Linked DNA regions of Mus musculus: all the other regions are linked to region 3. A link is a contact called in public Hi-C, HiChIP or PLAC-seq and promoter capture Hi-C data. All regions are on one chromosome and are shown on one strand. The core of a region is the stretch at or near the end of the contact, and the rest is flanking DNA. Distances in the headings are between cores, read along the strand shown. Region 1 overlaps AU023762 (expressed sequence AU023762). Region 2 overlaps Gm36367 (a long non-coding RNA gene). Region 3 holds the start of Arpp21 (cyclic AMP-regulated phosphoprotein, 21). Region 4 has its middle 11 kb from the start of Gm39438. Region 5 overlaps Gm39436 (predicted gene, 39436). Region 6 overlaps Pdcd6ip (programmed cell death 6 interacting protein). Region 7 holds the start of Clasp2 (CLIP associating protein 2).

The links. Promoter capture Hi-C pulls out the DNA fragments that hold promoters and counts their contacts. A called contact is a pair of places that touch in the nucleus more often than the background predicts. HiChIP or PLAC-seq counts read pairs in DNA pulled down with a chosen protein or histone mark.
Region 1: a contact with region 3 is called in a promoter capture Hi-C map of hippocampal neurons, with 14 times the contacts expected there. The contact joins the enhancer-like site here to the promoter of Arpp21 in region 3. A contact is called at or near these places in 9 of 39 promoter capture datasets (the 3T3-L1 cell line, 3T3-L1-derived adipocytes, cranial neural crest and 4 more), 2 of 484 Hi-C or Micro-C datasets (cerebral cortex and forebrain), 2 of 115 datasets of contacts at active chromatin or transcription factors (embryonic forebrain and forebrain) and 1 of 9 other capture datasets (liver).
Region 2: a Hi-C map of cortical neurons shows a contact between it and region 3, with 2.3 times the contacts expected there. The contact joins the enhancer-like site here to the promoter of Arpp21 in region 3. A contact is called at or near these places in 9 of 39 promoter capture datasets (cranial neural crest, embryonic stem cells, frontonasal cranial neural crest and 3 more), 2 of 484 Hi-C or Micro-C datasets (cerebral cortex and cortical neurons), 6 of 115 datasets of contacts at active chromatin or transcription factors (VIP interneurons, embryonic forebrain, embryonic hindbrain and 3 more) and 1 of 9 other capture datasets (adipose tissue).
Region 4: a Hi-C map of cerebral cortex shows a contact between it and region 3, with 7 times the contacts expected there. The contact joins the enhancer-like site here to the promoter of Arpp21 in region 3. A contact is called at or near these places in 11 of 39 promoter capture datasets (the 3T3-L1 cell line, the C10 cell line, cranial neural crest and 6 more), 12 of 484 Hi-C or Micro-C datasets (brain, cardiomyocytes, cerebellar granule neurons and 7 more), 9 of 115 datasets of contacts at active chromatin or transcription factors (VIP interneurons, astrocytes, embryonic forebrain and 6 more) and 3 of 9 other capture datasets (adipose tissue, macrophages and pancreatic islet).
Region 5: an H3K4me3 HiChIP or PLAC-seq map of forebrain shows a contact between it and region 3, with 15 times the contacts expected there. The contact joins the enhancer-like site here to the promoter of Arpp21 in region 3. A contact is called at or near these places in 4 of 39 promoter capture datasets (3T3-L1-derived adipocytes, embryonic stem cells, hippocampal neurons and 1 more), 7 of 484 Hi-C or Micro-C datasets (cerebral cortex, cortical neurons, forebrain and 1 more), 5 of 115 datasets of contacts at active chromatin or transcription factors (SST interneurons, embryonic forebrain, forebrain and 2 more) and 2 of 9 other capture datasets (liver and pancreatic islet).
Region 6: a contact with region 3 is called in a promoter capture Hi-C map of embryonic stem cells, with 7 times the contacts expected there. The contact joins the enhancer-like site here to the promoter of Arpp21 in region 3. A contact is called at or near these places in 8 of 39 promoter capture datasets (the 3T3-L1 cell line, cranial neural crest, embryonic stem cells and 4 more) and 1 of 9 other capture datasets (embryonic stem cells).
Region 7: a promoter capture Hi-C map of embryonic stem cells shows a contact between it and region 3, with 2.4 times the contacts expected there. The contact joins the promoter of Clasp2 here to the promoter of Arpp21 in region 3. A contact is called at or near these places in 2 of 39 promoter capture datasets (embryonic stem cells and pre-B cells) and 4 of 115 datasets of contacts at active chromatin or transcription factors (astrocytes, large pre-B cells, pro-B cells and 1 more).

The regions. Positions count from the first base shown.
Region 1 is chr9:113,513,151-113,516,798 of GRCm38.p6, forward strand. All of the region lies in intron 2 of AU023762 (expressed sequence AU023762), which reads right to left. Among named protein-coding and RNA genes, the nearest start is that of Gm36540, 46 kb to the left of the region's middle. Within about 2 kb of position 2,206, at least 11 of the 459 cell types and tissues checked have an H3K27ac peak or open chromatin away from gene starts, as enhancers often do. A contact at or near this core is called in forebrain and hippocampal neurons, where this site is marked.
Region 2 is chr9:113,298,728-113,302,185 of GRCm38.p6, forward strand. The region is part of intron 2 of Gm36367 (a long non-coding RNA gene); the gene reads left to right. Among named protein-coding and RNA genes, the nearest start is that of Gm36367, 4.8 kb to the left of the region's middle. Within about 2 kb of position 1,359, at least 8 of the 459 cell types and tissues checked have an H3K27ac peak or open chromatin away from gene starts, as enhancers often do. A contact at or near this core is called in VIP interneurons and cortical neurons, where this site is marked.
Region 3 is chr9:112,231,324-112,235,068 of GRCm38.p6, forward strand. It overlaps Arpp21 (cyclic AMP-regulated phosphoprotein, 21), which reads right to left and starts at 1,989. Exons shown (of 21, transcript NM_001362020.1): 1 at 1,769-1,989. It also overlaps a transcript of 2900079G21Rik not described here.
Region 4 is chr9:113,431,009-113,434,566 of GRCm38.p6, forward strand. No RefSeq gene overlaps it. Among named protein-coding and RNA genes, the nearest start is that of Gm39438, 11 kb to the right of the region's middle. Within about 2 kb of position 1,958, at least 10 of the 459 cell types and tissues checked have an H3K27ac peak or open chromatin away from gene starts, as enhancers often do. A contact at or near this core is called in cerebellar granule neurons, cerebellum and cerebral cortex, where this site is marked.
Region 5 is chr9:113,340,647-113,344,128 of GRCm38.p6, forward strand. All of the region lies in intron 4 of Gm39436 (predicted gene, 39436), which reads right to left. Among named protein-coding and RNA genes, the nearest start is that of Gm39436, 17 kb to the right of the region's middle. Within about 2 kb of position 1,660, at least 19 of the 459 cell types and tissues checked have an H3K27ac peak or open chromatin away from gene starts, as enhancers often do. A contact at or near this core is called in cerebral cortex, cortical neurons and forebrain, where this site is marked.
Region 6 is chr9:113,669,043-113,672,568 of GRCm38.p6, forward strand. It overlaps Pdcd6ip (programmed cell death 6 interacting protein), which reads right to left. Exons shown (of 18, transcript NM_011052.2): 12 at 2,715-2,884. Among named protein-coding and RNA genes, the nearest start is that of Gm36745, 27 kb to the left of the region's middle. Within about 2 kb of position 1,454, at least 25 of the 459 cell types and tissues checked have an H3K27ac peak or open chromatin away from gene starts, as enhancers often do. A contact at or near this core is called in embryonic stem cells, where this site is marked.
Region 7 is chr9:113,739,607-113,743,244 of GRCm38.p6, forward strand. Clasp2 (CLIP associating protein 2) reads left to right here and starts at 1,867. Exons shown (of 40, transcript NM_001114347.1): 1 at 1,867-2,269. The coding sequence starts at 2,075. It overlaps Gm38623 (a long non-coding RNA gene), which reads left to right. Exons shown (of 4, transcript XR_001779313.2): 4 at 1-217.

The DNA.
Region 1 (3,648 bases), core at 956-3,455, 1.3 Mb after region 3:
GCTGTGACATGGGTGCACTGTGATGGTGTGACATGGGTGCACTGTGAGTGATGCTGTGACATGGGTGCACTGTGAGTGATGCTATGACCTGGGTGCACTGTGAGTGATGGTGTGACATGGGTGCACTGTGATGCTGTGACAAGCCCTCTATTTTAAAATGATTTTCCAAAATCAGCCACAACCAAGATGATTACTCATTTGATTTGATTAATGAAGTAATGCCTGGCAGTTCTAACCTGTGCTCTGGTCTGGAATTTTCCACCAAGGACCCATTTTTAAGTCTTTATTGACAGCCTGAGGCTCAGGGGAGAGGGGGTCGGTGATAGAAACTTTAAGGGGTGTGGTTTAGTGTAATGAAGTTAAGTGAGTAGATGGGTACCCATGAAAAGGCTATTGGGGTCCAGCCTGTACTCTCTTTTTGTGTGTTTCTGTCTGTCTGTGTGTCTGTGTATCTGTGTGCCTGTGTGTCTGACTGTCTGTCTGTCTGTCTGTCTGTCTGTCTGTCTCTCTCTCTCTCTGTGTGTGTGTGTGTGTGTGTGTGTCTTTCTCTCTTCCTCTCTCCCTCCCTTCATCCCTCTATCAGGTTTTATATAAAGAAGTGTCATACCAAAGGGGAACAAATGTCTCCCCTGTGCTAGGGTTTGGATGTGATTCAAATGTATCGCGTAAGTACATCGGGAGCTTGGGACATAGCACGGCAATCCTGGAGGATAAGACAGGGAGGTTTTAAGTGGTAGAGTGGACCTAGAGATCGCAGTTCATAGCACTTTCCTTGAAAGCAGAAAGAGCTGAGTTCTATTGCCAGGACCCATGTGGAAGGAAGGAAGGAGGGTGAGAGGGAGGGGAAGGAGGGAGGGAGGGAGGGAGGGAGGAGGGAGGGGAGGAGGGAGGGAGGGAGGGAAAGAGGAAGGAAGGAAGGAAGGAGGGTGAGAGGGAGGGGAGGGAGGGAGGGAGGGAGGAGGGAGAGGAGGAGGGAGGGAAGGAGGAAAGGAAGGAAGGAGGGAGGGGAGGAGGGAAAGAGGAAGGAAGGAAGGAAGGAAGGAAGGAAGGAAGGAAGGAAGGAAGGAAGACCTGGGTATGGTGGCAATGCCTTTAATTCCAGCACTCAGGAGGTAGAGCCAGGCTGATCTCTGTGAAGTAGAGGCCAGCCTGGTCAACAGAGTGAGTTGTGGACAGCCAGAGCTACATAGTGATATCTGTCTCAAAAGAAAAAAAAATCAGCCCAGGCAATGTAGTAGGCATGCCCTTACAATCCTAGGAAGAGCAAGTATCCTCTGGAATGGTGAAAGTGCCCCTCTCTCAATTGGGGTTATGCCCACTTGGACCATACATTTAAGTTTTTATCAAACTGTTCAAAATATGTACATTTTTATTTTTAAAAAACATATATCTCAATTAAAATAAAGCAGAATAGGCTGCAGAGATGGCTCAGAAGCTGCTCTTACAAGGGTCCTGAGGGGTTTTTTCCCTGCACGCATGTTGTAAGCATTAAACCACCTCTAACTCTAGCTCCAGGAGATCTGACGCCCTCTTCTGGTTTATTCAAGGACCCATACAGCTACAGCAAGCATACATGTGTGTGTGTGTGTGTGTGTGTGTGTGTGTGTGCGCGCGCGCACATGCGCGCGCGCGCAAAAATAAAAAATAAATATAAATATGTCTTTAAAAAACAAAATGATATAAATAACTTCGTAAGTAGAAATCATGGAGGATTTGTGAAGATTGGATGAAATCCTAAAGTCCACAGCAAGAGATGGGAGAGGACCCAGATTTCCTGAAACCCTCATTCTCCCCACAGGCAATAACTCTTCCGGGACAGAAAGCGAGGGCCTTGTCACGCCAAGCAGAGCCGGCATTTCCCGTCAGGACTCCAGAATCCGTGCTCAGCAACCTCGTAGAATTTGGGGTGTTCATTTGGACAGTGAATCAGGGCTCTTGGGGACAGGAGCCCTAGAGCAGCTCAGGATTTAAATAATGATGTGTCAAAATCTGCCTCCGATGTCTCAGATTTAATCTTCCTCGTGACCTTGTAGGCTTTCAGGATTATTAGAGCCAGCCACACAGAAGCAAAGAATATTAAAGTTGTTTGTCAAAAACCTGCTGCTTCTGTCAGGAAAAACTCCAGAACAGAGGAACATATGTGCTGGAAACGGAAGAACCTCCGAGTGGAGATGGGGAGGGGGATGATGTGATGTGCCGATGTTTGCCAAAAACTGCTCAGCTGAATGGGGTGAGCCGACAGCCAGGGTTTGCGGCGTTCACACGGAGTCCAGGGGCCAGCTCTTTGCTACACTTTCGGATTAAAATTATGTGTCCTCCATGTTTCCTTAGGATGAGCATGTCTGTCACTGCCTCAAATCCTTCTGCCCTTAGAAACCAGACTTGCTATTGCTCTGTTCGTGTTGTAGGACCAGCCAGGCGCGCGGTCTGGACCTCTGCCTCCTCGCTTGTCCAATGAAGTGGATTAAAGACTAATGTTAAAAGAGAGAAGTCTGGGAAATGGTTCTGGTGGCAAAGTGTTTACCTTGAAAGCGCAGGGATGTAAATCCAACCCTCAAAACCCACATCACAAAAAAAAAAAAAAAAAAAAAAAGAACAAAATGGGTTTCATACCCTTGTGTCTTTAATTCCCCATGCTGGGAAGGCGGAGCTAAACAGATCCACAGACCTCGGTACCCTGGCCTGCTGGGCAAGTTCTGGGCCACAGTGACATGCTTCCTCAGAAAATGTGGACTGCACCTAAGAAAAATCACCTGAAGCTGTTCACTGACTGTCGTGTGTGTGCGTGTGCCTCTGTGTGTGTGCGTGTGTGTGTGTGTGTGTGTGTGTGTGTGTGTATGTGCGTGTATGTGTGTCAGTGCAGACCTTCAGTCTCACCACTGACAAAGTAACTGGAAGGAGAATCATGAGTTTGAAGCCAGCCCGGGCTATGCAGAGAAAAGAAAACGAATTATTGCCATGAATTCTGCAGAAAGGCCTAGGACGCGCAGTAAGTTCTTAGTCGCATGAGCTGTACACGTTAAAGCCCCGGGCACTCCCTTTCCATCCACCACTGCAAGCAGATCTCAGACTACACCAAACTCAAATTCAAATGTGCACTCAGCCAGACCCATAATTCCAGCCATTCAGGAGGCTGACCATACGTTAAAGCCAGCCTGGAGGGCTTAGCAGATCTTATCTCCAATGTTTTAAGGTCTAGGGATCTAACTCCACGGTGTAGCACTTCTGTCTCCGCTACTAGAGGGAAAATATTCCTATATTCTAAATACTCCCCAGGGAGGAGGGGTTGATCAGCAGGATTCCACATAAGGTAAAGTTGCTTCTATTCCCAACTTAGTCCTGAGGACTCACTAAGGACAAGGCAGAGCCTAGCAGTCTCTGGGTTAAATTGACTTATTACAGCCTCACCACACCTGTCAGGCTCTGTGACAGCTTGAGAAAGCTTGGGTTCAAAGTGTTATGTGAAGGTGGTGTTGACAGGCACCTGGATAGGAGACACCCGTGCATTGCTCAGTTCCCTGGAGTCAGCAAGGCCATGGGGACAGACACACACATCTGCAAGAGAAACAGAGAGCTTTCGTTTTCTATTGCTAATAGCCTATATCACTTCCAAACCAGGCATCTGAACCACTTCTTTTTTTTTTCCAT
Region 2 (3,458 bases), core at 109-2,608, 1.1 Mb after region 3:
GAGCATCTTTGAGTGTGTACATATGCATCTACATGGGTGTGCCTCTTCCTGTCTACATGCATCAGCATGTGTCTGTGGTGGTATCTCTGTGTGTACGATGAGTGACCTTTCTGCCATAGACTGAGGTGGGTATGAGTGCTTTCCCAGGAATGATCTCTGTTTCCCTCTGGCTCTCTCTTTCACGCCCTGAGACATCTACCCCTGGGCTCCTGCACGTGCTGGGCCCAGAAGCACAGGGCTTGGAGGCTTCAAGCTCAGTGTGAGAGGAAACAGACCTCTCAGCTGTCCCTGCTGTGGGAAGGCCACTCACCTCCATTCCCTTCTTAGGAGGTCACAGAGGCATCAGGGAAAAAGCATTGCAGGCTTTTAAAACTCAAAACCAGGCAAGGGTCCATTATTGCCACTACTGGGCATATCTTGTGGCAAGCACTGTCACCTAATAGGGTCCTCAGCCCCATGACAACAGGGAAAATCTACAGGTGTCCTTAGACCTCTCTACCAGGCTGTATGCTAAGGGCTTTGTTTTGCCTCCTTTTCTTAAAAGCAGTCCTTCTGGTCCACATCTATCTTTCAGAGAAAAAAACTGAAGTCACAGGAACTCACAGGAGACTCAGGTCTATGCTGAATGCCAGCCCTTGATGGAGGTCTCTCCTGAGGACTCACCTGCTTCTTTTCCAGCCCCCTTTTGCCTAATCTTTGAGGGCTGTGTTTGAGAAGCCTGCTTTCCAGACTACCTTGGAGAGCTGCCTTTCTCTGCTTTCTCTGCACTCTTCTTGGGGGTGGGGGGCTCATGGTGGAATGCAGACTGTATTTTCCAATGCAGATCAGGGTCTTGTGTTTACCATCAGCCTGAATGCTGTGTGTATGTCTGTTTGAAGGAGGTGGGGGCAGAGGGTGGTCATCGATTTTCTCTCATCTGCCTAACAATTGATGTAAGAATCTAAAGTGTCCCTTTGTTCTGGAAACACAATTTGAGAAGTCTGATGGAGCCAGCACTAAGCTTAATGGTATGCGACACTGCTCGTCTCCAAAGCTTTGCAAAAATTAATTACTAATTAATCTAAAACTTCAGAGTATTATTTATTTATTATCTCTGCACTCCAAACTCAAAACATTTAAGTCTAAAATTATGAGTAGTAAAACAACCTCAGGATGCTTTAAAGCGGGGGGGGGGGGGGGGGAACAAGTTCAAGGGATTCTTTGAGAAAGACAACTCCCAGATATGTCAGTAAGAGGAGGCTGCTGGATTATCCCAAGAACTGTTAGTATTGCCCTAGAAAGTTTGACACAGATCTTCAGTGGGAAGTCTGCTGAAGGCATCTCTCCAGAGTCCGGATGCTAATCAGATGAGAGCGTGAGGGATGCAGAAAGGGAGCCACTGCATCCCTGCTCTCAGAGCTGAGGGGATTTGATTCATAGCTACTCCCTAAAATAGAGCTTTGCGGAGAGCAGCCAAATTGGATTGTCCCAACAGACAATGAATCATTAATCATGGTGAGGGAGAGCCATGAGTGAGGGAGAAAGAGAAGAGGAAAGAGAAAAGAGAGAAAAGGAAGACAGGCTTGAGGGAAGGAGAGAGGAGGGAATGGAAGGAGGGAGAGAGGAGGGAGGGAAAAAGGAGGGAGGGAAAGGAGAGGGAGGGAAGGAAGGAAGGAAGGAAGGAAGGAAGGAAGGAAGGAAGGAAGGAGGGAGGGAGGGAGGGAGGGAGGGAGGGAGGGAGGGAGCGAGGGAGGGAGGGAAGGAGGGAGGGAGGGTAAGGGAGAGAGAGGGAAAGAAGAAAAGAGGAGGGAAGGAAGGAGGGGAGGAAGGAAGAGAGGGAAGGAAGGATGGAGAAAGGAAGAGGGGAGGTGGCTGGTAAGAGGCTGAGATACAGGGGAGAAAATAGCTGAGGGGGAGAAGGGGAAACAGGAAGGAACAAGGCAAGGGAGAGAGGGAAGAAGATAAGTGAAGGAAAAAGGATGGGAGAGAGGGAAGAGGAAGGAAGGAGGGGAAGCAGAGAAGGGGGAGGGGAAAAAGATGAAGAGGGAAGGGAAGAGAGAGGGGAAAGGGAGCAACATAGCTCCACAGGCAAAAAGGACCATCACAAGCAGTGGCTTCAGAATAAAGAGACATCAGCCACCATCACTACAAGCGCATACCATTCATGCAGATGACAGCTTAAGCTGTGACCTTTGCCAGCCTTCACTCAAGGTGGGAAAAGTAAACCCATCTAAGACCACAAAGCATGGCAGTTGGCTACCCACTCCTTTGCAACAAGCCACTCTTGAGCCCCACCTGGTGGTCCTTCTCCCTAAACCAGAAGGCAGGCTGTGAGCTGGGGAAAAAATAGACTGCAGAAAGATCCCTGTACAATCAAAACCTTAGAGCAACAGGTTTTCCTGGAGTCCAGCCAAAGTGTCTATCTAGAACTGGGTCTCTCCTCTCCTCTCTGTCTCCCCTTCTACCACCCCACTTTCTCATCGGCTCCCTTTTACCACAAATTGAAGTTAGGATGCATTTCAAAGCTGACAGCAGGGGCCAGAAGCCCTGCATGACACCCAGAGGGAAGGAAGAGCAGGTGTGAGTTCACCTCGCTGCAGGAAACAAGTCTGTCTTGTTAGGCTGTGAAAGGGTTTGTGAATTTTCACAATGAAGGTGACACACTAGACAAACAGGGATGTTTTGGACTGTGAGAGAAGATGCTTTCCTGCTAGGACCAAGGACCCTGACAGCTTCCCAGAAGAAACGGGGCTTAGCAACTGGAGTGCATTCAGTGGGTATTTTTAGGTTATATACGGAGACTGACATTTCCCTACAGGGTTGGCTGCAGGTAGTAGGAAGGAGAGAAACACTCATGAAGGGTTTCAGAGGCACTGTCTTGACAGAAACAGCAACAACGCCATCTTCTATGGAGCTGGAACCTCCCAGGGTCCAAGATCCCTGCAGACAATGTGAACCTATGACTGTTGCCAAAATACAAGCCTGCAAGCCTTGCTTGGAACTTTACACACTGAGGCCCTGGAGCAGCTGACCCTGCAAGCCAGTTTCTCTCTGTGCTGAGTCTTCATCAGCAATACAGCTGTCGACAGAGAGCTGGCACAGCAGAGAGCTGGCAAATGCCATGCTAAATTAAATAGTATATTTTAAAATGTGCTCTGCAGGTTGAAGGCACAGAGGGCAGGAGCCCTGGCTTTAGAGGACAGCTGTATTGAGAGGAGAGGTGTGGGTCAGAGAGCAACTTCATTCCAGCTTTCTGGCCTCGCCTGAGTAGGGAATCGCCAGCTCTGCCTCTGCCCCTGGTGCTGGGGACTTTGCTGATGGACTCCTGGTCCATTGCTGGACCACACTAAAAGGTCTTGAGTTGAAGACATTTTTAACTAAGAACACCATCATGCAAGACCAACCAGGCATCTCTTTATGCACATGTTCGTATGTACATGCCTGCATATGTACCTGCACGCGTGTGTGAGTGCATGTGA
Region 3 (3,745 bases), core at 739-3,238:
ACAAATGAACAAAAACAACAACAACAACAATAGATTTTGCAGTATCTCCATGCAAACATTGTTCTTAGGTGTTTACTTCATTTTAAAGTTGGTCACTTTCCAGATCGACTTTTTGAGTTCTCAGAGAGGCATTGATACAAAACGATATGACTTAGCTCCCCGCTTCATATAAGCTGCTCATATTCTCTTATGCTTATTAATTTTGAAACTACTTAAGTGTTTGGTCTAATGAGCTTCACCGTGGGGGGTGGGGGAGTGGCCTGATGCTTGCATGCTGTTAATACGAAAATGAGCAAGATACCTTTCTGAGTGAACATTCCCACCTTGTACCTGAAGATTGGTGATCCATGAAGGTGCCAGCAATGCAGACATATGGCTTCATGCATCTTACATGCCATTATGTGAAGATATTTGGCCCCCAAGGATAACATTCTAAAGGTAATCAATGCTACCTCAGAGACATTTTAAAATATGCACTCTTTAGAAAGATAAATGAGGGACATTTCACTCAAAGTTAAAGGGAGAAAATAACACAACTATTTCACCAAGTCCATCTAAAACCTCCAGATTCCCTTAGTTGTCACAGCTCTGGTGCAAAGTTTCAAGTTTATGACAGAAAAATCAACCCAAAATTCCCACAGCAGAAATTCAGATTATCACCATATCTGAAGCTGGTGGTAGTTTTTTTGAATCTCAGAATGTTTCATAAGGTCCAACCCATCTGCCACAGCAGAACAATGATTCAGGAATTTGAAATTAAATCTGCATTCATTACCCAACATTCTCACAGCCTATATTAAAAATAGTAGACACACAGGAAGTCCCCAGTTAGCATCTCCTCTAAGTTTTCAGAAACTCAAATTATTGAGTCTTCTTTCTAAGAACCAGCAAAGACGCTGAAGGAGCATCTAACCAGCTATTCAGAGAGAATTCTCTCATCCAAACCGATTGATTTCCATCGATAAGCTATAAGGACCCGATTCAAAAGACCACCTCTGCAGCCCGCTTTACCTTCCCACTCCCTTCTGCTCTGCAGTCTCCACAGCAGCACAGGGCTCTGTCTGTTCTCGGGCTCCTTTCATTGCAGAGTGAGATGCCCACTCCTTCATTAAACAGCGTTAAAAAACAGACTGCAAGGAACTCCTCAGTGCAGCACGCTCTAACAGGGTGATTGCTACAGTTCTCAAGTAACCACACTCAACTGAGATCTATGACAAGCAGTCACTGAGAGATTGGCAATGTGCAAATCTAATAAAACACACACACACACACACACACACACACACACACACACACACACACACTTGTCTGGGTCTGAACTGAATTACCAGCAAAAAGAAATCACCATATAGTGAATGAAATTAAGTCACCAAGAAACCTAATGGTATTCCCCGGAGGAGCTGTTTAAGTTTCTTTAAATATGCCTCATCCAAAGTACTGTTAAATAAGCACTCACCGAGAGGAATAGTTACTTTGTCATTCGGACGACATAAATCATACCCGGAAAGGAGAAACTAAGACATGTATAATACAATGGTCTAAAGCAATGCCTTTAAATTTACACAGAAACCAAATCATATTAGCACAGACGAGCATAGCAAGAGATGATCTTTTCCCAATCTTTGAGAATGGAAACATGTATCACTTTAAAAAGACATCTAAATGTATTCTCTAGAAATATAAAAATAGCCTGCCAGTCAAAGCGATTAGAAAGCAAAGGAAGATGAGGACAAAGGACACTGAGAATCAGACATAAGCAGGTACATACCTTGAAGGGCTACATAACCCCGAAGACAGGGTCTCTCATGTTAAGATCACTCTGCTATTTGAAGGAAGCATAACTAGCCCTAGTGCCTTCCAAATGACTGTCTTTCATGAAAATGACATTAGCTAAAATGCCACTCAGACATCAAGCCCTATAGTAACATAATCCTGAAAGAGAGGGTCTACTTAGGCTGAAGAGCATATCAAAGGCTCTCTGATTTTCACAGAATTACAAAAAAAAAAAAAAAAAGGAAACAAGAAGTGCCTCCCTGCCTGCCCTGTCTACTTTGCTGCTTACTTAAAGCAGTAAACTGCAGAGTTGGGTTCCAAGGCAGATGAGGAAAGGGTGGGCACAGTTTAGATTTATTCTGCATTGGAGCAAAATTTGAAAAAAAAATACAGATTCATTTCCATTCTAGAGACTGTCATTCTAGCTTGCAGAAGCTGCATCCTTTGAGAAGGCAGAGAGCGAAATGATGGTCTCCATCTGCAACACGTTCTTAGGGGGACCATTTCTAGCAACCTCACCGTACACCTCCCATCCCGCCATGACATTACCTTCCTCATTGCTTTTTTTTTTTCTTAAGACTTAGGCTCCAGTCTTAGTCTGTGTCTGTAAAAGGTGATCAAGCTTTGAATTTAATACATCCGTGACATCCATGCTAAGCCATGTAATTTCTCTTCCGAAGAAACTTTTTAAAACACTTGCCTGATACAGATCCAATCCTACTATCACATTTATCACCCGAGACAGATAACGTTACACCAGAGGCTGTCATGGAAATGACTTCAAGATTTAAAAAAAATAAAGCAAAAAATTATCCTCCTCTCCCTCCCTTCTCCGACCTCTTGGGACCCAGGACCTCTGTGGTAACTGAGGAAAGTGACAAGTTTTCAACTGAAACAAGAGAATGTCCAAACTTGGCACCATAAAACCCATATAAAATTACTGGAAACTTCTGTTACAGAAAGCATCGTCCCTTTCAATTCCCTTCCCAGATTTCAATTTCTGCCTGCTTTGAGGGAAAGAGAGTCCACCCATGCCTTCCGCCGAGACATAGAAACAAGATAAACAACACAGAAACGACAAACAGGTCAAAGGGAAAGCACAGATAGATGGTAGAAAGAAAAAAAAAGGGGGAGGGGGCAGCAGAAGCAGAAAGCCCCAACAGCCAGACACAAAGGGCTTGTGATGCTCATGTCGGAAGACTTGGCTCTTTACCTGAAGGAACAGTGGAGTGACCCAGCGTCCCGGGTGCCTTGACTGACTGGATTTCGTTTGGGGCTTTTGTGAGTAATTATTGTTTCTCAGTGAATGCTTTGGTTGGGTCAGTTTGGTTTGTGGCTTGCCTTTGTTGTTTGGTCGATTTATTTTAACTGCTAGCAAAAGGAGCCCTTGGCTTGGAGGCAGGGGTCCTCGCGCTGCCCAGGCACAGCGCTGGTGGGGAACGCGTGGCTGCGGCTGTTGGACTGTCACCGCTCCGGACGCTTGGAGGTCTTCGCTGCTAGAGAGTCTGTATGTCACCACAGGCTGCTGAGCTCCTGTCTGTCTATTTGCCTGTCTGTCAGTCTGTCTGCTTCAGGAAAGGGGTTGGGGGTGGTGTCCAGGCTTTGCTCTGCTCCTCTCTCTTGGGAGTAGCCACCTTCTCCTGCAGCCAGTCCTTGCGCTGATCTGTCCGCCCCTCTGCGACCTGTGGTCCCACCAGCAATGCGGGAACCAGGTGACTGTCGTTGGAGCCCGCAGCGTCTCTGCTACTTTGCTACTTTGCGCTCCGGCCACTTCCCCAGGTCGGGTGGGAGGAGGTGACTGCAGGGAGCGAGTGCACGGGGCTGGCTGTCCCTGTCCCTCCCTCTCCGTCTCCCTGCCCGCTGAGTGCTCCCTCTTCTCTCTCTCTCTCTCTCCTCTCTCTCCTCTTCTCTCCTCTCCTCTCTCTCTCTCCGCTCTCTTCTCTCCTTTCTCTCTTCTCTCTCTCTCTCTCTC
Region 4 (3,558 bases), core at 708-3,207, 1.2 Mb after region 3:
CTCTCTCTCTCTCATCACTACTGTGTTTCTTTAACTAGCCTGTTAAAGGTATAGAGCCAATCCTAGTCTGTTAGGTTGCTGGGCTCACACTCCAATCCTGACTCCAGTGACAGGAGAGAAGAGGAATTTCCATCAGTGAGGATAGGCTATATTAACAAAACACACCCAGCCAGACTCCATGAAGATTAGCCACAGGCTTTCTCCTGCCTCTATGGAAAAGGCTTTCTGTGAGACAAAGGCCAGCAGATCCAGTGTTCAAAATGTAACATGGATTGAAGATCCACAGAGGAGCAATAAAAAGCACTTGCTGCTCTTGTTCTGGAGTTCTTAGCACCCATAGCTGCCGGCTCACGACTGCCTGCAATGCCAGGGGTATCTGACACTTTCTTCAGGCCTTCATGGCACTCACATGCATGTGCACACACAGACACACACACATAAATAAAAAAAATGAACCCTTAAAATAAGAAAATTGGCATGGTTTGTAAATGCTGGATACCTATGGCATCAGAAAGGAAAATCAAATCAAGCACTTGTTATCAATTCTTAGAGCAGGGAATTCTGAAGCTTTCCAAGATCCTGCTGGTTGGTTGATAATTAGTTTAAAGGAGCAAAGGTATTCTAAAGCTAAATGTCAAAAAGATCTCGTACTCCCTAGACGCTTCCCAAGAAACCATATAAAAAGAAAGAAAGCCAGGCGTGGTGGCGCACGCCTTTAATCCCAGCACTCAGGAGGCGGAGGCAGGCGGATTTCTGAGTTCGAGGCCAGCCTGGTCTACAGAGTGAGTTCCAGGACAGCCAGGGCTACACAGAGAAACCCTGTCTAGAAAAACAAAGCAAAACAAAACAAAACAAAACAAAACAAAACAAAACAAGAAAGAAAACCGGGCCTGGGGAGATGGCTCCACTAGGTGCTTTGTAAGCTTAAGGACCCGAGTTTGATGCCCAGAAGCAACACAAGAAACAGCAAGAGAGGCAGAGACCAGCTAATCCCCGGGTCTCACTGGCCAGCTAGTATTGCCTGTTTGGTGGGTTCCTGGCCAATGGCAATAAGGGTGTCCTCTGTCCCCCACACATGCACAAATGCAGGCACATTCATGCGAGCACGTACACACACACCCTCTACATACAAACACATGTACAAATACACTCACATTTAAAAAAAATTTTTTTTAAATATGAAATTGAAGGGACAGATGCCTTGTAGACTTTTTAAAGGGATGTTGTATTTTGTTGTTAGTTGGTTTTGTGTTTGGTTTTTGAAGACGGGGTGTCATGTAGCCCAGGCTGACCTCCACCTTGCTGTGTAGCCACTGATGACCTTGAACCCCAATCCTCTTGCCTCTACCTCCCACACACTGAGATCATGAGCATGCTCTGCCATACCTGGTTTTATATTGGATTTTTAGAAATATCCATCAGTCAGCTGACTGAGTTCAATCCTCTCCCACCTCCCTGTTCTCAAACAGGAATCGGTGCCCTGTGAGCCTGAGCTGCCTCCTCCCACTAGAGACTGGACCAGGTCTCCTGTCAGTGAGTTCCAAGGTTACCCTTTGTATCAAGAGCTCATTTTTAACATGAATATCAGACTTGGAAGGAAGCAGATCCGAAATTACAACCTCCCTGATGTAGACATTAATGAGTCATTTGAGGAGGTCTGTACACAGTCCCTAAGCAAAAACTATCTCTCAACCCCAGGCCCATATGTCACTTTCCTTTGCCAGGGCAGTCCACCAGGCTGCAGGGTATCCTTCGGCTCAGGACACTGAGCAAAGTAGGTCACATATAATATCAGCAGCGTTTGCTCAGCTCAGAAGGTCACCTCGGTGCTCAGCATTTTTGTATTGCCTCAAATAAATAATGAACATGGAGGTTTCACAATATGGCACTGCTAAACTGATTCCCTAGGAACAACATTCTCATCGCACTGCCTATTGCCAACATATGCTTCTCCTTGTAGAGCGGATGCCAAATGATATTACATCAGGGAATATAGTTTCATAAGGAATTAAGGACATCAAGTGAGAACTGGCTAGAAAAATACACTCAGGAAGAATGTGTACAAAGAAAAGTCCTGTGCACGTCGACAACACATAGCTTAAGACAAATAGTTAATGAGACGGTGTTGTTAAAATTATAGGTGCAAACCTCTAAATGTCACCAAGTAATCTCCACGAAGACAGGACTGCACCAGAAATGTAGATATGTCACAAAGAACACTACGCTACTGCTGATACTTCTTCTACACACGTTTTAAACAAAACTCAACATTTTTGAGTAAAATTCCAGAGCTGTTTATGGTAGGCATGTTAGTGGTCCGCCAAATATGTCTGCATCCTCATCTCCAGTATCTGAATACGTCACTTCAAATAACCAAAGTGGCTTTGAAAAAGTGCTTAAGTCTGAGGAGCTGGGCTGGGGAAATAGTCCAGCATCGATGTCAGGTGGCTCACAATCACCTGTAATCCCAGCCCCAGGGAATCTGACACCTTCCCCTGGCCTCTGCAAGCACCTGCACATGTACACATACACATAGAGAGACGCACATAAAGTACATATTTTAAAAATAGCTAAGTATGCACAATGGCTGGCTTCTAATCCTAGCACTCCGTGGGTGAAGCTAGACTATTCAGGGTAAGCTGGCTAGTTAAGACTAGCCAGGATTAGCAAACACAAGGCTCAGCTATAGACCCTGCCTTAGTATATAGGGTAACCAGCTGAAGAAAACGCATGACTTCAATCTCTGGTCTCTACATGCCCATGGGCCCACACACATGTGAACACACACACACACACACACACACACACAAACAAACATTTTTTAGACAGGGTCTTACTATGCATCCCCAGCTGGCCTAGAATCTGCTATGTAGACCAGACTGGCCTCAACTCAGAGATCTACTGCCTCTTCCTCTGGCACGATGGGATTGAAGGTGGGTGCCACCACACCCAGCTTGCAAAAATACTTTTAAAAAGTAGTTTGATTCTATCTGTTTAGAAAAAAAAACATCTTCTACTAACCACATAAATCAAAATAAATTTTGTATTACCAAAAAGTAAATACTTTCTAATCTTATAAAACATGTCAAACAATAACATTAAGCATGTTTAACTATACTCAGACATTAGTTTCCCTATTGTTAAGGGGGGAGTCTAATTTAATGCTATTAAAAAGTCTATTTTTTACACTCAAAATATAAAAATTAAGAGGAAGACAAAGCATGAGATGGGCCGTACTGTACGAAGATGCACAATTATCTCATGGAAATAAGAAGCCCCACAGACGGCTGAGCAAGGTGCGATTTGATCGCCTGTGCAAGAGACTCAGAGCTTAATCAGCATATGCAAAAATGCTCCACCTTGCTGTGATCAGACGAAAACAAATTAAAATACTCATTAAGCATCATTTTACACATATTACATTAGCAAAAATAACAATAATTCTGAAGGCTAACCAGATTCTGATTAAGCCTGTGTGTTTTCGCGCTGTTGGTTACAATTTGGTTGTTTGGAAGGGGACTTAACTGTATGTAACAAACCCATAAAATGGTAATGTTC
Region 5 (3,482 bases), core at 410-2,909, 1.1 Mb after region 3:
ATGAGCACCTTGTACATGCTAGATACTGTTCCAGCCACTGGAGATAATGCTGACCAAGAAAAGTCCCCTGTCTCAGGAAGCTGACCCTGCCTTCAGAGAAACCAGTCATAGGCATAGGATGTCAGAAGATGACGACCATTGTGAAAAAAAAAATCAAGCAGGCTAAGAGAAGCAGTGCAGAGAGGATGGGACCCAGGGATGGTGCTTTATTTCAAATCCTCAAAGATAATCTCTCTCCGAGGAGGTGACATTTGAATAGAAACAAAATGGAATGCCAGACAAGCACTCTCGTCTGGGGAAGAAAACAGTGTGGGCAGGGAGAATGGAAGGTGGGAGGGAATCAGTGAGTCAGAGAGTCAGGAGGAGGCCAAGTGTGGACAGAGAGCCTCCCTTTGCTGCCCTTGGAGGCGGAGAATGGGCAGACCCAAAGCACTAAAGTGTTCAGTGAGGAGTCTTCAGAGAATTTGGAAACAGCCACGTGGTGGCACCCCCGAGGATTTTGAAGAGTTGCATGGACAGCTCCAGGCAAGGAGGCTGCTGAAGAAACAAGCCAGTAAGGAAGCAACTGAAGTAATCATGACAGCGAGCAGTGAGAGGAGAAGGAGCCACACTCTGGGAATCGCTTTGGAAGTGGGCACACCAGCTGAGAGGTGAACAGGAAGTCACGCTTGGCTCTACCACTTTGACCCAAGAAACAGAGTATAGTGAGAAAGTTGTGGCCAGGGTGAATCAGGCAGACAGAAAAGAACGTCCATTCTGATTGGGGACACAAGCTTGACAGAGCCGGCCTTTGGGTAGAGACTGGTGCTGACTTTTTTATTTGTTTTGTTTTGTTTTTTCGAGACAGGGTTCCTCTTTCAAGTTTGGTCCTCCTAAGAAAAGTTGACACAAGGCAGCACATTCAAAAATCATCACACATGTGACTTGTCATCAAAGCCATGAGCACCTCCATGATCAAACTTCTGGATTTTTCTAAGTAGCTACATTTGATGCACTGGTTGATAGGATCAGAATATAGAATAATCGAAACCTCTATCTCAAGAGCCCATATTGCCAAACCAGAAAGGCTTCCAAACCTACACAAAATCATTTTACTAGTTCTACTCATGGAATCAGACAAATATGAAGTATGTGTGAGCATGAAGAGGTAAAGGTGACCGAGGGAGGGGATTTAGACCAAAACCACCTAGAGGTGTACAGTAGGGTATACCCAGTGGCAACTCATACACACAGAGAGGCATATGGAAGGATAGGTGCAAGATGACTATGGATAGATGGATAGACAGGCAGACAGACAGACATGGGCAGGCAGACTTGCAATGGGCATGGATACTTGATTTGCCACAAGGAATATGTCCATTTCAAGATTCTGCCCCCCGTTGTCCTCATTTAACTCAGTACTTTCAAATTTATCTTCCTGTGTCTATTCCTTGCTTGTCCCAACCCAAAATTCCATTTTTAAGCTCACTCTTGTCAACCAGACTTGCAAGAGCAGTATTTTATGCGCTAACTTGTGATCTGTTATTACTTTCAAAGATGACACTGGGTTTCTCACCTGGTGTGCTCCAGAATGACAGAAAAGAGGCCTCTAGTGGGGAAACGAGATTTTCATAGTTTAAACCCTAAAAATAACAGTCCTATAACACTGAATCTCATTACCAAGCAGCAAGTGCTGTCAATGCTCTTCATCGCTGGTGTTCACGAGACACATCCCAGAGCCCACGTACTGACACCTACCCACTAAACACACACACACACACACACACACACACACAGAGAGAGAGAGAGAGAGAGAGAGACTCCCAAGCTATGCTGTTACCTCTGGTAAACCCAAGGAGTGTGCGCCAGATCAAGACTCCCGTCCTGTTGTGTTATTACAATTCACTGCCTAGGAAATGAGTCTGTGGCTGCAAGCCCTTCAGTTCCCTGTATGGCAGATTTGGGCAGAACTGGTGGGTGTAAATGAATGCAGCTGCACGGCTGGACTGTGAGGAGGAGGAGGGAGAGGCAGACCCAGGGTAAATTAGAGGAAGAGAAAACGAGAGCAAGAGGCATGGCCCAACTCCCTCCAGCTTCCTTGGTCACTGTTCTCCCATGGTCAGCCCTAAACAGATAATGACAACGTTTCCACATGTGCAGCTAAATCGTTATTCTCTGGAGAAGCCTAAAAGTTCAACCGGCAGGCTGGTAAACATTCCTGAATCTTTAGCCGGCAGTGGAAGGGATGTAAAAATCAGCATTTTATCCATCACTGGACTGACCTCCCTTGGCCTCAGGCGGGAGATATTTACAAGAAGATAATGAAAACATATGAGCAAGGAGGACCAGCTGTGCCAGTACACGCATGCTTAGGTCCTGCTCCGCTGTGCTAGTAAAGGCTCTTGAAGGTCTCATGGGAGAAACAATACCTAAGGAATCTTTGGGGGACATTCCATAGGAAAAACATCACTATACACACCACACTGGAGCAGGCACTTTTACTCCCTAACTCCCCCACCCCTTCCTGAGGGCTTTCTAGAAAACCAAAGCTCCTTATTCTGAAAATCCCTGAATTAGTAGAATACACATTAGCAGAGAGCACATGGTTGGTAGGTGGGAGGTAGGTAGATACATAGATACCTACATGTATGCATACACATACACACATACATAAATTCATGGGCAGATTGGTTATTCAGTTATCCAGATCCAATAACACTTGATAACCTATGTTCTAAAGCAGTGCCAACATCCATGGGGCACTATGGCATTTGCAAATGACTTCTCAGCCCTCCCCCACAGAATGCCCTCAACAGGCTCTGGAGAAGCAAGATGGGTGCTTTCCACTTCACAGTCAAGAAGCAAATGGCCAGAGTTAAGGCATCAGGGGTTGCATTGGACACTCTCACACTGCTGCAACCACAACACCTGACAGAAACAAGTTGAGGGAGTGTGCTAGCTTGACCTATGCATCTACACCATGGCCCAGAGTGAAAGGAAATCAGAAAGGGACTCCAGAAAGAACCTGAAGCAGGAACTGAAGCAAAAGCCATGGAAGAACACTGCTCAGTGGCTTGCTTGCTTCATGGCTTGCCCAACTTGCTTTTTTTATACAACCCAGGACCACCTGCCTAGGAATGGTACCGCCCACAGTGGGCTGAGCCCTCTCACATCAATCACTGATCAAGGAAATACTCCACAGATTTGCCCACAGGCCAATCTAATGGATACATTCCTCAACAGAGTTTCTCTGTTCCCAGATAACTCTAGTTTATGTCAAGTTGACCAAAACATACATACAAACAAAAACAACAAAAACAAAAACAAAAAACAAAAAACCTAAGCAGCACAGGGGGAATATTTTTGGGCTCATGGTCCCAAAGGGATTTCTATCCATCCCAGAAAGGAAGACATAGCAGAAAACTTCATTCGAGGCCACCAGAGAGTGTGGCAAAGGTTCCTCACAACACCATAGATCAAAAAGCATAGGGTCTAAAGGGCCC
Region 6 (3,526 bases), core at 204-2,703, 1.4 Mb after region 3:
TTTGAGAGTGTAGGCAGAGCTGTGGATAGGATCAAAACGCATTGTACTCATCTATGAAACTCTCAAGACCAAAAAAGGAAAAATAGGCAATAAATATTTCTAAGATTTAAAATAAAACTGATTTTTTTTTCATACAATATATTCTGATAACCGTTTCCCTTCCCCCAACTCCTCCTGATTTCTCTCCATCTCCCTATCCACCCAGATCCATGCCCTTCCTATCTCTCCTTAGAAGCACAGGCATCTAATGAAAAGTAATAAAATAAAACAAAAACAAACTGGAATAAGTCAAAATAAACAAACAAAAGAAAAGCGAGCCAAAGAAAAAGAACAAGAAACACATATATTTAAGACAGAGTCTCATCATGCAGCCTGGCTAACCTGGATCTCACTATGCAGACCCGGTTAACCTCGAACTCAGAGATCTCACAAGTCTCTACCCAGTCATGCACACCATGCCTGGCTGTCAGACAGCAATGTTTTACCATGAACACTCTGGGAAAACGATCATCAAAGTTTACGGTAAAAGTTTGAATCAGCTTTGATAACATATGATGTCTTCTAAATTAACAGAGGCTCATGATACATAAGCACAGCGTGCTGAACATTTTCTTTGTACCTGTCAGGAAATCCAGCTTCAATACAATAACTTAGTGTTGATTATAAAAGATTTTACCTCTAGTGCCGGGCGTGGTGGCGCACGCCTTTAATCCCAGCACTCGGGAGGCAGAGGCAGGAGGATTTCTGAGTTCGAGGCCAGCCTGGTTTACAGAGTGAGTTCCAGGGCACCCAGGGCTACACAGAGAAACCCTGTCTTGAAACACACCCCCACCCCAAAAAAAGACTTTACCTCTGTGTGCAATGGCATTACAGATTATCAAAAAGCCTCTGTTAATTTAAATTAATAAATTTACAAAAAAATAATGGCTTACTAGTTCTGATTTTGCTTAGCATAAATGATTTTTGCTTTTCCATGAAAGAGAAATCAATCCATATAAATTTATCAATAAGACACCAATGGTCTGGGACTGTAGAACCTAACAAACCTTTGGTTTCAATCCCCAGCGGGGAAAGAAAATAGAAGAGACCAAAAAGAATAAGAAAGATGTGTCCCACAGCTATCTTTCTCTAAAATTAAAAAAACAAAAAACAAAAAAGAAACGTGCCAAGGGCTGGAGATGCAGCTCTGTAATAGCATGCTTACCCAGCTATTCAATCCCCTGCTCTGCCAGGACAGACATAGGAATGTTTCAGGTTAAAGGCTTGCTTGGGCATGTAGAAAGGCTTTGTCTCTGAAAAGGGGGGTTGGGAGTAAGCTGGGGACACAGCTCAGTGGTAGAATGCCCATATAATATGCACCAGGCCCTGGTTTAATCCTCAGCCCTGCAGGGCAGGGGTTAGGGATCCTGTTGCTGTTCCCTGGGGCTATTCTCGTGTTTAGATTCCTTGCTCTTCACATCCTCGTGTTCTGACCAGATCCAGGCATGTAGCTGGCATTCCTGGTCCACCCATCCTGTAGCCCTGGATCCCTTAGACACACTGCTCTGCAGCTCTCCTGCTGTTGAGTGCTGCCCGGGACCTGCTCTGCCCTCCACACCCTCTACCAGTGCACTCAATACATGAACACAGCTGAGGCCATGAGGAACCTCAGCTGTGCTCATGTATTCTCCCTCTGTTCTCACAGTATACCAGTTTCCCAAGAAGACTCCCAAAGTGGTGCCCCACACTACTGTCTAAATCCGAACAGCAACCCCGATGCTTTTCCTGCTGAGTTTATAAACTTGTAACCAATCATTGTCATCTTTGTACATGACAAAGGTTCCACACTGGACAACAAGCTGAGATAAAGAAAGGTTATATTCATTTGCTAATTTTACAAAGTACTTAACACAGTAAGTACTCACGAAGTAAGTCTTGCTAGAATATATATAATTATTCTATACAAAGAGAAATAAAGAAGAGTATTAACAACTTTAGAAATCTATTGTGCCTGGAAATGTACCTTTTCAATACACTGTTTCTTACTTGCCTGGACTTACTTCCTAGGCAGCAGGGAGCCTCTAATGTAATACAACTGACCTTACAGCAGCCACCACCACATTCTGCCTGCATTTTCTCTCCTCTCTAAGACTTCCCTAATGAGAGGCTCTGTGGGTTCGCTCTCCTGCCATCATTAGAAATATCATCCTGATGCTGTCCATTTACTAACATGCACACCTTGCCAATCTTCCCTTCAAACCATGTGGAATACAAAGAAAATCATGAAGAACAAAGAAACTAAAGTTGGAAGGCTCCCATCTTCTTCACCCCAAGGGAAGTTTCTGTCCTTTCTAAGCTTCCCTTTTACAACATCTGAGTTAAACACTGTTAGCATATGAAGTACCAGCTCACAAAAGTAACTCAACAAATGAAAATTCCAACAGGACATTAATCAATAACTCCACTATCACTCAATGTATAGAATGCTAGTTTTGATATAACAACCCCGATTTACTTCTGTATGTGTTTATGTGTCTGTCTGTGAGCATACAAGAATGTGTGGTACTTGGACTCAAACCCCAAGCCTGGTGCAAGCTAAACAAGTGGCCTTCCATGAAGCTGCACCCCAAGCCCCTTCGGCTGAGTTGGCAGTAAGACTCTGGCAGTCTCTACGTAGCAACTTGAACAGAGTCCCATGAACACAGGACTCCCCATGTCACGTTCTCCCTTCTCACCTCGCTGCCCTGCATGGTCTTTGCTGGGTTAGCAGAGGGGATGGCAGCATTCAGCTCTGGCTCCGGCTTACACAGAAGTGCGATGGTGTCTCGATGGGACTGGTAGCGCTCCTTCACCTGTCCATCCGCTTGCACAGCTTTATCTAAAACGGCTCTGAATTTGGCTCCCTCTGGGGAAAAGAGTTTCCAGAACTCAGCAGACTAGATTTTTAAAGCTCTGGTCCTCAGCTTGATCTTCCTTCCCCTTCTTAGACCCTAATTCACTAGACAATAAACCTCAACTTCTATCCATCTGTGCAGTTGTAATTTAGGAAAAAAACAAAATTACTTATGAAGTTAGGGTACAGTAATTTGTAGTCACTTAGTTAACATCTGCCCAGTGAAAGAAAACTGACATTTGTCTAGTTTCTTTCTAGAACTCATAAATACAGAAAGACATCATTCATGCCAAAATAGGGTACAACTCACTGAAATAGTTCTCCTCTCTCAAGGGATGCTCTCATTTCAAAGAAAAATAGAACCATTTTCAGATATAATTAATAGCAATAAAATCTCTAGCTAAAATGAAGATATTATTTATTGTAAGCACAAATCTTAATAGTCAAATTCTTAAAAAGCATAATATATTTCAAAGTAGTTGTTAAGGTTCATTTTTTTAATCACCTAGGATTCACTACTAAGTCAAAAGGGAATTACCAGATCATACATATCACTCAGTACACACAGGGCTTGGGAAAGCTCCAGACTTACAGGATCAGCTTACTCCACCCGTCACAGAGACCTTGGACGAGCTTCACTACCATTTATCTTTG
Region 7 (3,638 bases), core at 617-3,116, 1.5 Mb after region 3:
CTGCACCTTTGTGTTTTTAAAGGTTTATGTGTATGACTGTATTTCCTGCATATCTGTATATGCACTCCATGCATGCCATTGGCCAAGGAGACTAAAAGAGAGGGTTAGACCCCCTAGGACTGGGGTTACAGACAACTGTGGGTTGCCGTGTAGGTGCTGGGACTCAAGCCTGGGTCTCTGCAAGAACAAACACTCTTGACCTCTGAGCAATTTCTCCGGCTCCTGTTGTGTTTTGAAAGAAGATCTCAGTAGCCTAGGCTGGTCTTGAACTCCTGACCCTCCTGCTGCCCATGTGCTAGGATTACTGGGGTGCTCCACCAAGAGAAAGACAGTTCCTAAATGGCAACATTCAAAGCAACACCTGTGTTATTTAAGGGATGATATTTTAAAAATTCAAAATACTTTAAAAACATTTATTTGTATGTGTACTTTTAATGTGTTATGGGTATTTTATGTACTTGTACCATGGGCATTGCCTGGCGCCTTTAGAAGTCAAAAAGGGCATCGGATCCTCTGGAACTGTAGCTAGATGGTTGTGAGCTGCCATGTGGATCCTGGGAATCGAATCTAAGTCATCTGCAAGAGATCTGATGATGCCTCTGCCTCCAAGGGCACCCAAACTCAGGTGCTTATGCCAACCATTATGGAAAACTGCAAACAACCCAGAGGCCTATTGCTATATGGACGGATGGATCAACAAGTCAGAGTATAACGGGGAAGGATTAAGTATAAAAAGGTAGAGACTTTTAAGATACGTACTTCATGGAATGAAATACCAACATTTTGCTATGAGAAGTTAGACCCAAAGATTACAGCAGCAGATTGAGCCCTAGGGATATTGGGATCAGGGTTAAAGAAACTGGGAGAGGGGGAGGAAAGGAAAAAGAACACAGTGTGGAGTTACATAACTTTAAAAAATGGAAAATTACCCTACCATGTTAGAAATAAGTTTAGAATGCAAGAGACTGAGTTCCCGACTCGTCCAAGTGTCACAGCTAAACCTGTTCTCTACAACACTGGGCTGGAGAGATGGCTCAGCAGTTAAGAGGGTTTGCTGCTTTTGCAGAGAACCCAGGTTCAGTTCCCAGCATTCACATCAGGTGGCTTACAACTGCCACTTAACTCCATCCAGATCTGACTTCCTGGAACTTTTGGTTTCTGCAAGCGGGCACACTCAGGTGCACACACGTACACATGAAATAAAAAGAAATCTTATAAGTTAACGGCCCCAGCCATCCCCAAACAAAACTCGAGTTCTGTGGCTCAGGCTTGGGAGGCAGGGGTAGGGCCAGAAATGTAAGACCATACTGTAGGGTGAGTTCGAGGACATCCTGTGCTGCCTTTAGTCTCTGTCCAAACAAAAATCAAATTAAAGTCGCCCAGGGCAGAGGTGGTTAGTGGGTAACGGCGGTCTGGGGGCTTCCCGAAGTGAGGGTGGGAGGTGAAAGTGCGTCAAGAGAAAATGTGGATCCATTTGCAAAACCTCGGTATCAACTGGAAACAGAAAGTCCTCCAGGGCGACTGTGGGGGTGGCAGCAGGAAGGGACAGCCAGGCCTGTGCCGAGGAAGAACGCGACCCGTGTATTCCGGTTTTAAGAGACGGCAGGGGCGGGGCAGGGAGAGAAGTACCAAAAAGTTTTGAGTCTTGATGATGGCGGCGGAGCGAATCGCCGGAGATGCCGGAATTCCCACACTGGCCTTCCAGGGTCGCCCACGCGAGGCGACCCACACGGCCCCGACAGCCCAAGGCTCGGGCCATCAGTAGCGCCACAGGCCGCAGCCCACAGGGGCTCGGGCGCGCCGGGAGGCCGGGCTGGAGGCCGGGCGCGTCGCTCTGACGTCACGCGCGCGCTGACGTCGCCGGCAGCCGCAGCCTCTGAAGCGGGGCTGGGACCGGGGGGCGCCGAGTTTGATTAGTTTAGGGGGGCCGTCCCCCGCCGGCCGCCGCACCCCAGGCAGCGGCGTCTCTGCGTGTCGGCGCGTCCCGGAGGCTTCACCGCCGCGCCTCGGCGGTGCTGCGAGGAAAGTTGGCGTGTAAGGGGCGACGGGCGTGTGAGGGGTGGCGGGCGCGGCCATGGAGCCCCGCGGCGCCGAGTACTTCTGCGCCCAAGTGCTGCAGAAGGACGTGAGCGGCCGGCTGCAGGCGGGCGAGGAGCTGCTGCTCTGCCTCGGCACGCCCGGAGCCATCCCGGACCTGGAGGACGATCCGAGCCGCCTGGCTAAGACCGTGGACGCGCTCACCCGCTGGGTGGGCTCGAGCAACTACCGGGTGAGCGGCGGTGCGAACGGGCGCGCGGCCGGGGCGGGCGGGCGCGCTGCCGCCGGGGTCCGGGGACGCGCTGGCATCGCCCCCCAGGGCTTGGGGTACGGCCCCAGGCGGCGGTTCGGTGACACGTTGCTGTGTTGCTTGGCGCTTTACAAAGTGGTAACTTGCGGCCCAAGGCTTTAAGACTTTGTAACGTTTGTCTACGCCCGATGGCAACGCCTGCGCTGAGATGGGGCGTTTGAGTACGGCGTGAAGTTGGACCGTCAAGTTCATCTCTTGCTGTTATACTTAATCTCCAGTTTCTTTTCTCTCTACCCTCTCTTCATCCCTCTCCGCCTCTCTTCCTTTTTTTTTCTTTTTTGCTTCTCTCTTCCTCCCTCTCTTTCCTCTGTCGTTCCCTCCCCGTCTCCCTCCTCTCTTTTCCTCTCCCCTCTCCCTTTCTCCCTCTTTTCTTTCGTAGTCTTTACGTGAAGGTTGAGATCACCCAAAAGCACCGTTAGCGCGTATTCAGGTCCTTCGCACGGAAGGACTGCTCATCTCATGGCATTTATTCACATTTCCCTTAATTGACAGCAGAAAGCCGTTGACCACTCATCAGTTCTCTTGTTTTCCCGCAGTTGGGACGAACTTAGATTTGAAACACTATGGTTTAGTTGATGCTGCAAACGAAGCGGGAATGGGGAGGAGTGCGGTAAGGTACGAGGAGGAATGGGTGTCCGGTCAGCATCAGGGAGTTGTTATGTAGCCACCGATGGAGAAAAGTGAATATTCTGTAATTAGTTGGAGTTGTTAGTGGTTACTTTTCTTTTTAGTCTTCTGGTGGCAGTATTGCTTTAAAATGCAGGCGGGAGCTCCCGTGGATGGAACGATTCTTAGTGATGTATCCAGCAAATAGGCTGTACTTTGAAAGCTTCTATCTATAGAGACAAGAAAAGCAGTTTTAATGATGAGATCTTTATGGAATTGTTGGAAGGTTAGACTTAGCAAGATTTAAAATAAAGTTTTCCTAGCACATATTATCAAATGTACATAATGGGTTTCACTGGCATCTTCATGCATGCATCTGTGTAATGTACGTTGTTCACTTTCACCGCTATTTCCCACTCTTGCTATTTCCATATAGTTCCTCTCTACCTTTGTATCTTTTTTTTTTTTGATTAAATGAATCAGTAAGCTTAAGGTTATTTAAAGGAGTATGGGTGAAGGGTTCAATAAAGGAACATGGGCATCTTATTAGTGACTGCATCACTGAAGAAAATATTTCCCCTATAATGTTTAAGGCCAGATTGGACTATATGATGAGGCCCTGTCTCAAAAAAAGGGGGGGGGGTAGGGGGCTTGGGGAAAGCTAATATTTACTAAAATACAGGGA